2 separate regions of the Mus musculus genome follow, and region 1 is linked to region 2. Evidence: chromatin contacts called from public HiChIP or PLAC-seq data. All regions are on one chromosome and are shown on one strand. Each heading gives the region's core, a stretch centred on a gene start, on an enhancer-like site or on the middle of the called end of the contact. The rest is flanking DNA. Distances are from core to core; before and after follow the strand shown. Region 1 has its middle 81 kb from the start of Gm46220. Region 2 has its middle 25 kb from the start of Marcks.

Evidence for each region. HiChIP or PLAC-seq counts read pairs in DNA pulled down with a chosen protein or histone mark.
Region 1: an H3K27ac HiChIP or PLAC-seq map of microglia shows a contact between it and region 2, with 6 times the contacts expected there. The contact joins two enhancer-like sites. A contact is called at or near these places in 1 of 115 datasets of contacts at active chromatin or transcription factors (microglia) and 1 of 9 other capture datasets (embryonic stem cells).

The regions. Positions count from the first base shown.
Region 1 is chr10:37,976,001-37,980,620 of GRCm38.p6, forward strand. No RefSeq gene overlaps it. Among named protein-coding and RNA genes, the nearest start is that of Gm46220, 81 kb to the right of the region's middle. Within about 2 kb of position 3,146, at least 6 of the 459 cell types and tissues checked have an H3K27ac peak or open chromatin away from gene starts, as enhancers often do. A contact at or near this core is called in microglia, where this site is marked.
Region 2 is chr10:37,111,316-37,115,684 of GRCm38.p6, forward strand. No RefSeq gene overlaps it. Among named protein-coding and RNA genes, the nearest start is that of Marcks, 25 kb to the right of the region's middle. Within about 2 kb of position 1,581, at least 10 of the 459 cell types and tissues checked have an H3K27ac peak or open chromatin away from gene starts, as enhancers often do. A contact at or near this core is called in microglia, where this site is marked.

The DNA of each region.
Region 1 (4,620 bases), core at 1,896-4,395, 870 kb after region 2:
CATATTTCTCATCCATTTTTACTCAAATATTAATTTCACCCAAAAATATTCTCAGAGAACACTTCTAAAAGAAACTGATAAACTACCTAGGTACCATATGTCCCATAATACAATACTGATTAAGAAAATAAACACATTTTTAATATACTATTAAGCAAATTTAATTATAAATACCTATTTTAATAATATACATATAAGGTCTTTAGTACAGAATATAAAACAGAGAAAGGGCCCTCATATTAATATGCATAAATAATGAGTATTATTTTAGTACAACAATATCCTTTGATCTTTTGTTATATATTGAAAAATACCTTAGTGTTCAGTCACTTGAAGAAATTATCTTTTCACTGAAGTCTTGCTTAGATCCCCATTCTTGAAATTTAAACAACCACTTGAAACATTTCCAAGTGCTGAAGCCTTCCTTAGTCCTAGCCTCACTTGGACTTTGATAGCTATTATCTATCTTACTAATGTATACTCCCTCTCAGACAGAGACAAGTTTGTGACTCTGTAGTCCTATATGCTTCTTGTTATATAATAAGCAAGATTTAATGAAAATAAATAAATGAATATAATTCAGCTTCTTTACTTATTTTTATTATTTTAATGGCAGCAAATAACAAATCTGGCACAATAGGTTTTTTAAAAGGTAGTCATTGGTATTTAATTAAAAAAAAACAATGGAATTGTTAAGTTTAATGTTGTCCTGATTTTGTGAAAGAGTCAGAGCTAGGGTTAGATATTGTGGGGGTGCATTTAGCAAGTTGGAAGTCTGTAGAGAAGGGGAGAAGAAAGGCCATGAGCAAGGCACAGTCCAAGTGCAGGTGCTGAAGCTTAGTGCTTTCAGGAAGAACAGGAGAACAATCACAATATGCTACTATTGGGAGTCTTCTCAGCTGCTAGGAAAACAAACATTCCTATAAATGGCCTCTCAAGTGTTCAAGATCTGTCTATTCAGGATCATCTCCTATTTGGTTAAATTAAAATGAGCCATTTGGAAGGAGAAGCACCTTCATAGCAGCAATTGTGTTAACTTCAGAATGACCAGCATTTAGGCTGTCTGATTATGCTTTAAAAGGGCAATTGTCTGGTCCCCCTTCTTTCCTGAACGCCAATAACAGTATATCCTGCAGCTCTAGCTGGCCATATTTATTGAGGAGTAAAATGGGAAACATATTGAGCCTCACCAACCTGATATATCTGTGTCAGTGGTCAGGAGCATGTGCTGCTCTAGCTGGCAAATTAAAATCAACTCCCAGCACCCACATCAAGCAGTTCATGATTGTGTGATGTACAGCTCCAACGAATTCAGCCCCTTCTTTTGACTTCTTAAGTCCCTAGTGGTCTAGTAGACCGCCTTGATCTTACTTGATCTCTTTATGTCACCATAGTAACTTTCAGACTAAAGTCTTTAATAAGCTGCCTTTATCAATAGTGGAATGCTAGGTAAGACTGGAAGAAACCATGAGTAAAACTGCTTAGCTATGGGTAGGATCTCAGATGTAAATCTAGTCTTTAGAGACTGATGCTGTCTAATATTTTCACTCCATATGTCTTCTACTTTTACGAGATGACCCTCAAATAAACAGGAGGAGAATTTCATCAGAATGCAGAACAACAGTCATATTCACACCAGAGAGGTGAAGCAATTGATATCCACCCCTGTTTTCCTTTTGTCTTTATTTCATGCATTGTATATATCCCTTGAATACTTTCTCTAGAGCCTATAACAAGCCAGGCATGATTGTCTTACTACTGCAGTCACTAACCTCATGAGGGGTGTGACAGTTTCCTTGTGGCTGTTGGAGAAAACAACTAGAACACACTAGTTTTACACTGGAGCAAAATGAGGAAAAAATGAAGAAGTCAGGTACACTTTGTCTTTAAAAGTATATTTTAATCTTGTTGTCAGCAGAGTAAATACTATTTAAAGCTAGAATTATGAAAAAAGTCTCAAACTCAAAAGCCAAATAAACTGCTCTGGTACTTATTTTAATTTTAATTTTAGAAATAAAATACACCTTTTCCTTTCCACTCTCCAACTTTTTCCGTGTACCACCTCCTGCCATTTGCTCTAAGTTTGTGTCATATATTTATACATGTACATATATACATATGTGTATATATATATATATGTATATGTATTTTGTGTGTGTGTATGTGTGTGTGTGTGTGTGTGTGTGTGTGTGTGTGTGTGTGTGTGTGAGTGTGTGTGTGTGAGAGAGAGAGAGAGAGAGAAAGCAGAGTTCACCAAATGACGTTAATACTCTTCTAAAATTCCTACCTCTAAATATTCGTACTCTGAGATCATGGTAGAATCTTGAGGAGTAAGTAGAACAATTAAGTTCATAATAATCTCTGACTAGCAAAGTTACAGCATTCTTCTTAATTACATCTGTGGTTTTGTTTTGATATTAAAGTCTTCTGTGCCCTAGGTTTCCTTTTTCTGGTACTAATGGTTAATTGTTTCAGACTGCCACAAAAGTCCTTTGTTAGACTTGTAATGCCTGTGTTTCATGTCAAATGCTAATTGTTAAGTGGCAATATACCACTGTGAAATTGGAAGATCTTCTATATCTGTATATACAGAGGACTGATGATGAAATCAATATAGGTAAAGAGATGCAGAGAGATTATTTGGGTTCATTCTTGCTATGTGACTTTTTGTTGTTTTATGTTTGGTTTTTCGCCATTTGTATATGTTCATGTCCATGTACCAGATCATAAGTTCCTACAAAATCACTGACCACTGACATGTTTAAGTCAACTTGAACCAAACATAATTCTCAATGAAGAAAGAATCAGTTAAAATCATATTTTCTGTTTAGTGTCAGCTGATTTTGTGAGCATACTGTTTAGAAGATATAAATTTCCCACAAACTATTGCAAGTACTTAGAAGAGTTAAATAGTAATTCAATGCCATCTCTGTCATTAGTGAAGAATGCTCACAACAGAAAGAATGGGATAAAAGCAAGAAGACAAAGCTTTCTGTCCTCTGTTCAAAGAAATTGATACTCAAACTCTATTTCCTCACTTCTGCTCCCAGTAAGTGAATGGCAGCATTGCAGAAGAGGAAGCACCTTGTTCCACTTGGGGCTTCATTTCCTGAATGACAAGCTGTTTCTTCCTTTGCCCCACATCTTGAGAACTCTTAAGAGTTCTCCTCCTGTGTCTTACTGTTTGCTAACTCGTGCAGTTCAATTTATATTGACTTTAGTATCAGCTGAGAAATCACAGTCCCTCCCTGTGATGCTGAATGCGGTTAGCTGTTAACTTCCAACATTCTAGTACAGAGAGCTGGATCCTGGAAAACAGCTTCCTCATTTGGCCAGATGTCAACACTGGTAAAGACAGAGGAACAGAGGGACAGAGGGACTTGGTGACACTCAGTGAAGAAAGTGATCTTTCTTCAGGTGTGAGGAATTTGTACTCAACGTGGGGGAGAAACACTGTTCTTATGCTTCTGTGACAGAATATATTAATGCTTAAAATCATGGAGAGCAGTATTAGCTAAACAAGCCTTATCTTTGCTGTTGTCTATAACTATTCCTTGGAATAGAAGACTAACAAGAAAAATTATTAGTGTCAGTTCACTAGAGGTTACTATGTAAGGAAGGACAATACAGGAATAAATGTTGGGGGTGTGAAAATGGCTCAAAAATAAAGTGCTTGCTGTCAAGACCTGACCACCTAAATTCAGATCCTCATCGCCTACATAAAACGCCAGGCATGCTGTCCAGCTAATCTTGCTGAAATGCTGAGGAAGCATATATCAAAAAATAAGACAAATAGCAATAGAGGAAGGCCTCAAACATTATTTTTTATATTTTTTATACTAGGTATTTTCTCCATTTACATATCCAGTGCTATCCCCCAAAACAAACCCATAACCTCCCCCCTGCCCCCACACTTCCCTACCCACACACTCCCACTTCTTGGCCCTGGCTTTCCCCTGTACTGAGTGAGGCATACAAAGTTTGCACGACCAATGGGCCTCTCTTTCCACTGATGGCTAACTAGGCCATCTTCAGATACATATGAAGCTAGAGACACGAGCGCCAGGGGGTACTGGTTAGTTCATAATGTTGTTCCACCGATAGGTTTGCAGACCCCTTTAGCTCCTTGGATATTTTCTCTAGCTCCTCCACTGGGGGCCCTGTGATCCATCCAATAGCTGACTGTGAGCATCCACTTCTGTGTTGGCTAGGCCCTGGCATAGCTTCACAAGAGACAGCTTTATCAGGGTCCTTTCAGCAAAATCTTGCTAGTGTATGCAATGGTGTCATGGTTTGGAGGCTGATTATGTGATGGATCCCCGGATATGGCAGTCTCTAGATGGTCTATCCTTTTATCTCAGCTGCAAACTTTGTCTCTGTAACTCCTTCCATGGTTGTTTTGTTCCCAATTCTAAGAAAGGGTAAAGTGTCCACACTTTGGTCTTCGTTCTTCTTGAATTTCATGCGTTTGGCAAGTTGTATCTTATATCTTGGGTATCCTAAGTTTCTGGGCTAATATCCACTTATCAGTGAGTACATATTGTGCGAGTTCCTTTGTGATTGGGTTACCTCACTCAGGATGATGCCCTCCAGGTCCAACCATTTGCCTGGGAATTTCAT
Region 2 (4,369 bases), core at 331-2,830:
GGCTGGCCCTAACTAAAAGTGGGCAAAAGATGGGAAGCAAGTCAGTAAGCAGTGGTTCTCCATGAATTCTACTTCAGTTCCTGCCTCAGTTTCTCTCAATGATGGACGGTGGTCAGGAGTTATACAATGAAATAAACTTTTAACTCCCCAGTTGCTTTTGGCCATGGGGTTTTATCACAGCAACAGTGTAGAGAAAATATCTTGTATATTGTATGAATGCATCAACTGTCAATTAAAAAGCCTAAGGCTTAGGCAAGAAATAGAAAGTGGGACATCTGGGAGGAGAAAGAGTTCTGGGAGACAGCCAGGCTGGAGAAAGTCCACCCAGGAAGATGTGAGGATACTGACGAGCACAGGAAACCAGACACGTGGCAAAATGTAGATGAAAAGAAATGGGTTATCTTAAGTTATGATTTTAGACAGAGAAGAATCTAGCTATATGACCAAGTTATTTGTAAATGTATTTTGAGTCTAAGTCTTATTTCTGGAAGCATGGGACTGGGAGGCAGGCCTAACATCTACACAACAGAAAGCAAACTAGGACAATGATAAACCCCTTTACCACCAGTACCTAGAAAACAGGGCCAGAGGTAGGAGGATCTGTATGGATTCAAGGCCAGCTTCATCTACATAATGAGAGCCTGTTTGGTGGAGCCTCTGATAGCTGGAAGTTCCTCTCAGGTTCTTCTACCACCACTGCTATATTAGTAATAATAATAATAATAATAATAATAATAATAATAATGTTGGTTTTTAATCTGTGTGGTTTTTCACTTATGTTTATAACCCATTAGAAGACTCTTCTGGCATCCATGTGCTGTTCAGGCTGGAAACTTGTCTTTTGCAGGGCTTTATCCTAAAGCTAATGCAAAAGCCTTTCTGTAAGAGACCCCTGCCACTACCCATAAGGTACTGATTGTGGCACAGAAGAACATGTATTCCCTCACTGAGTTCCACAAATTAAGCCCCCTTTCCTAAAATTATCTGGAAGGCATGTTGGTGAGAATCAAGGCCATTACATTTTGAACAAGCGTATTTGAAACTCTGGAACTTCGGGCTCAGCAACCTCGGAATAGTTCTATGTTCCTTTCTTGCTGTCTGTACTTACTGTCTAATCTGTGACTTCTCTTTCCTCTGATGCTAATTAATTAACTTAATACCACAAGTGGCAAACCCTAATTTGCTACCTTGCACATACAGACCTCTGCTAAATGTCTGGAATGTTAGTGGGTGGGCCTGGACTTTAACCCTGGTAACCTCTCCCACAGTAACTCATTTTAATTGCTTTTCACCCTTTTTACAGGATCCCCAGAGACAGTGTAACTTTGTAAATAAATTGATCCAAATGACAAGATTTGATTACCTGGTATGATTGCCTTACAGAATCTATGTTTAATATGATTTATACATCCAGAAACTAGTATGTAAAAACCGAGTAAGGAAAGAAATGCGCTTCTCTTCTCGTGAGGAATGCTTTTGCCTTAAACTCTTGTTTCTCAGTGCCTACTTCTGGTTCCTGTAAATCACTGTCAGATTTATCTGAAGGTCCAAACCTTACCACTGGACTCTTCTAACTTCCCTATTCCAAGTGATTAACAGTTTTAGTGAAAGAGGAATCGCGTCTAGCTTCTCCTTACATTTTCCTGACTAATACATTGTGTTAGAGAGTTGATGTTTAACAATGGCCATACAGTGAGACTCTTAAGACTTAAGTAGGTGGGACACTGGCTGGCTCTTTCCAAGGCAGGCTCACTTCCACTGAGGAAAAAAACAAATTAGATCCTCTAAACAGTCATCAATTGTTAGGTTTCAAACCAATGGCTAAGGTGACTTTTAACATAGGAAGGAAAGCGGATGCTGGTTACCAGGCCCTCCTCAGCTGGGGCGCCCCTCCCCCAGCTCTTCTCCCTACATAACCCGGCAGCTTTGGCTACCCATGTCTTTTTTGGTCTTTCAGCTTCTGGCTCTCCCTTACTTTCCCCTCTCTCCATACCTGGATCAGTTCAGCCTGTCTGTCATGTTCACACTGGACTCTTCCCCTATATCTGCCTCTATCAGTGCTCTTCCTTATACCTATAACAAAAATCTCAACCCCTTAGCCTTGTGTCAAGGTCACAGACAAGCTAGAGTTATCTGAAGGGAGGGAACCATAACTGAGTAAAGGACTCCATCAGATCTGGCTGTAAGGCATTTTCTTAATTAGCGATTGATGGGGAAAGACCCAGGCCATTGTGGGTGGTGCCTTGCCTGGGCAGGTGATAATGGTGTCCATAAGAAAGCAGGCTAATCAATTCAGGGGAAGCAAGCCAATAAGCAACCCCTCCATGACATCAGATCCTGTCTCTAGGATCCTGCCCTGTTTGAGTTTCTGTCCTGACCTCCTTCATTGAGGAATAGCAGTGTGGAAGTGTAAGCTGAACAAACCCTTTCCTCCCAACTTGCTTCTTGGTCATGGTGTTTTGTTGTAGCAACAGAAACCCTGACCAAGACAAACAATCATGTCCTTTAATTTTTTTTTCATTCATTAATAATTTTGTCTAATTCCTTTCAGATAAGCCCAACACCTGTCTTTCCTGTGTAAGCAGGCTTTATACACTGTCTTTCCCTTCTCAAAAGACCCTAGTAAGATGTTCTCTCTAAAGACTTACTTGGTTTACTTTACTAACTTAAAAAAAAAAAGAACATATTATGCTACATTCATACATTTCACGTAGTCCCTGAACATATAAGGAAAGTTATTTTCCACAATGGGATGAGGGCATCTCTTCAATGTGCTACTAACAGCTGGTTATGTTTAATCAGAAAACATGAAACTGCATATTTGAAATTATCTCTAATAAGGTTTGTTAAAAGTAAAACTTTCAGTATTACTATGCTCTCCAAATTTAAAAAGATGAAAGTCTTGGGCAAGCAAGATGACTTAGGAGGTAAGAACACCTGCCACCAAGCTTGATGAGCTGAGTTCAATATCTGGGTCACACACACTAGGAGGGGACAGCTGACTCCCAAAAGTTATCTTCTGACATCCACACATGCATGAAGGTGACACATACATATACACTGATGATGAATATGTAATAGCTACAAAGATGGAACTGTTACAAGGGAAAGAGTATCAGGTCCCCAGTGGGATAAGGCCCTAGAATCTACTAGAGTGGTCACTAGACTCCACATCCATCTTTAATGATTTTGTTGACTCAATTGTATCTCAAATGAGTTGGGAGCAGAGCAGGGTGGGTTTCTTAATAGTACATAAGGTTAAAGTGCTAGCATTCCTCTTGCAATATTATATAATAACCAAGTCTCTATTTATCTATTTTATGTATGAGTGCTCTATGTGTATGTATACCAGTGAGCCAGAAGAGGGCATCAGATCCCACTAAAGATGGTTGTGAGCCACCCTGTAGTTGCTGGGAATTGAACTCACAACCTCTGAAAGAGCAGTCAGTGCTCTTAACTGCTGAATCATCTCTCCAGCCCCAATAAACAAGTTTTAAACTACGGCTTTGGTCACTTGTGTTTGAATCTAAATGCATATGCATGTTTCTACATTACAGTGTAGCAACTTCAGGTTGTTTGAAGAGCACTGGTTCATAAAGGGTAATGAAGACAGGCGAGGTTGTGGGAATTCAGAAAGCACTTCTGTCTCCTTCTGATGCTCTTAGGATATGCAGAAATAGTTTGTGCATAGTTCCAAATTGGGACCTCTTTTCATCCAGAAACATAGAGTATGTGAATGTGTTGTGCTTGGAAGGTGCAGGTGTTCATTACTTTTCTTGTTGCTTTGACAAAATCCCTTGATAGAAACAACTTGTCCTGGGGAGTTTCTGTCGGCCCATAGTTTCTGATGGGGAGTGCCTGGCACTATGGCTCCAGAGAGGTGGTGACACTATATGGTGGCCAAACTTAGGTAGCAGAGAGAATGGCAACAGAGCAGCCAGGGAAGATGCTTTTAAAACAGGACCTCAGCGACCCAGTTCTACCAGCCAGGCCCCAGGATCTTCCAAAACACCCTCCAACACACACCTAGTGGGAAACCTGGTGTGCAATCATGTGAGCCTGTGAAAAGCATCTCACAATCAAACCACTACCAAGGTTCAAATATCTTTGAGGCTTTCCCCTAACAATAGCTCATCACAGTTTCTACTTGCCTCTTGAACACTCTGCAGGAAGGCTACTGCATTATAAGACGTCTCTTTGGGACCTCCTATGGATACAGAGATTGTTCATCAGGTCTACATTGTTCCAGTCATCCTACCCAGGTGTAAGTCAAGGAGAGTCCTTGGATTTTCTCAGCTTAGTAAATACCTTTTAGAGAAGAAAAGGAACCGAGATAATGTGGCTTCTGACTAGCCATGCCAGCAGCCTC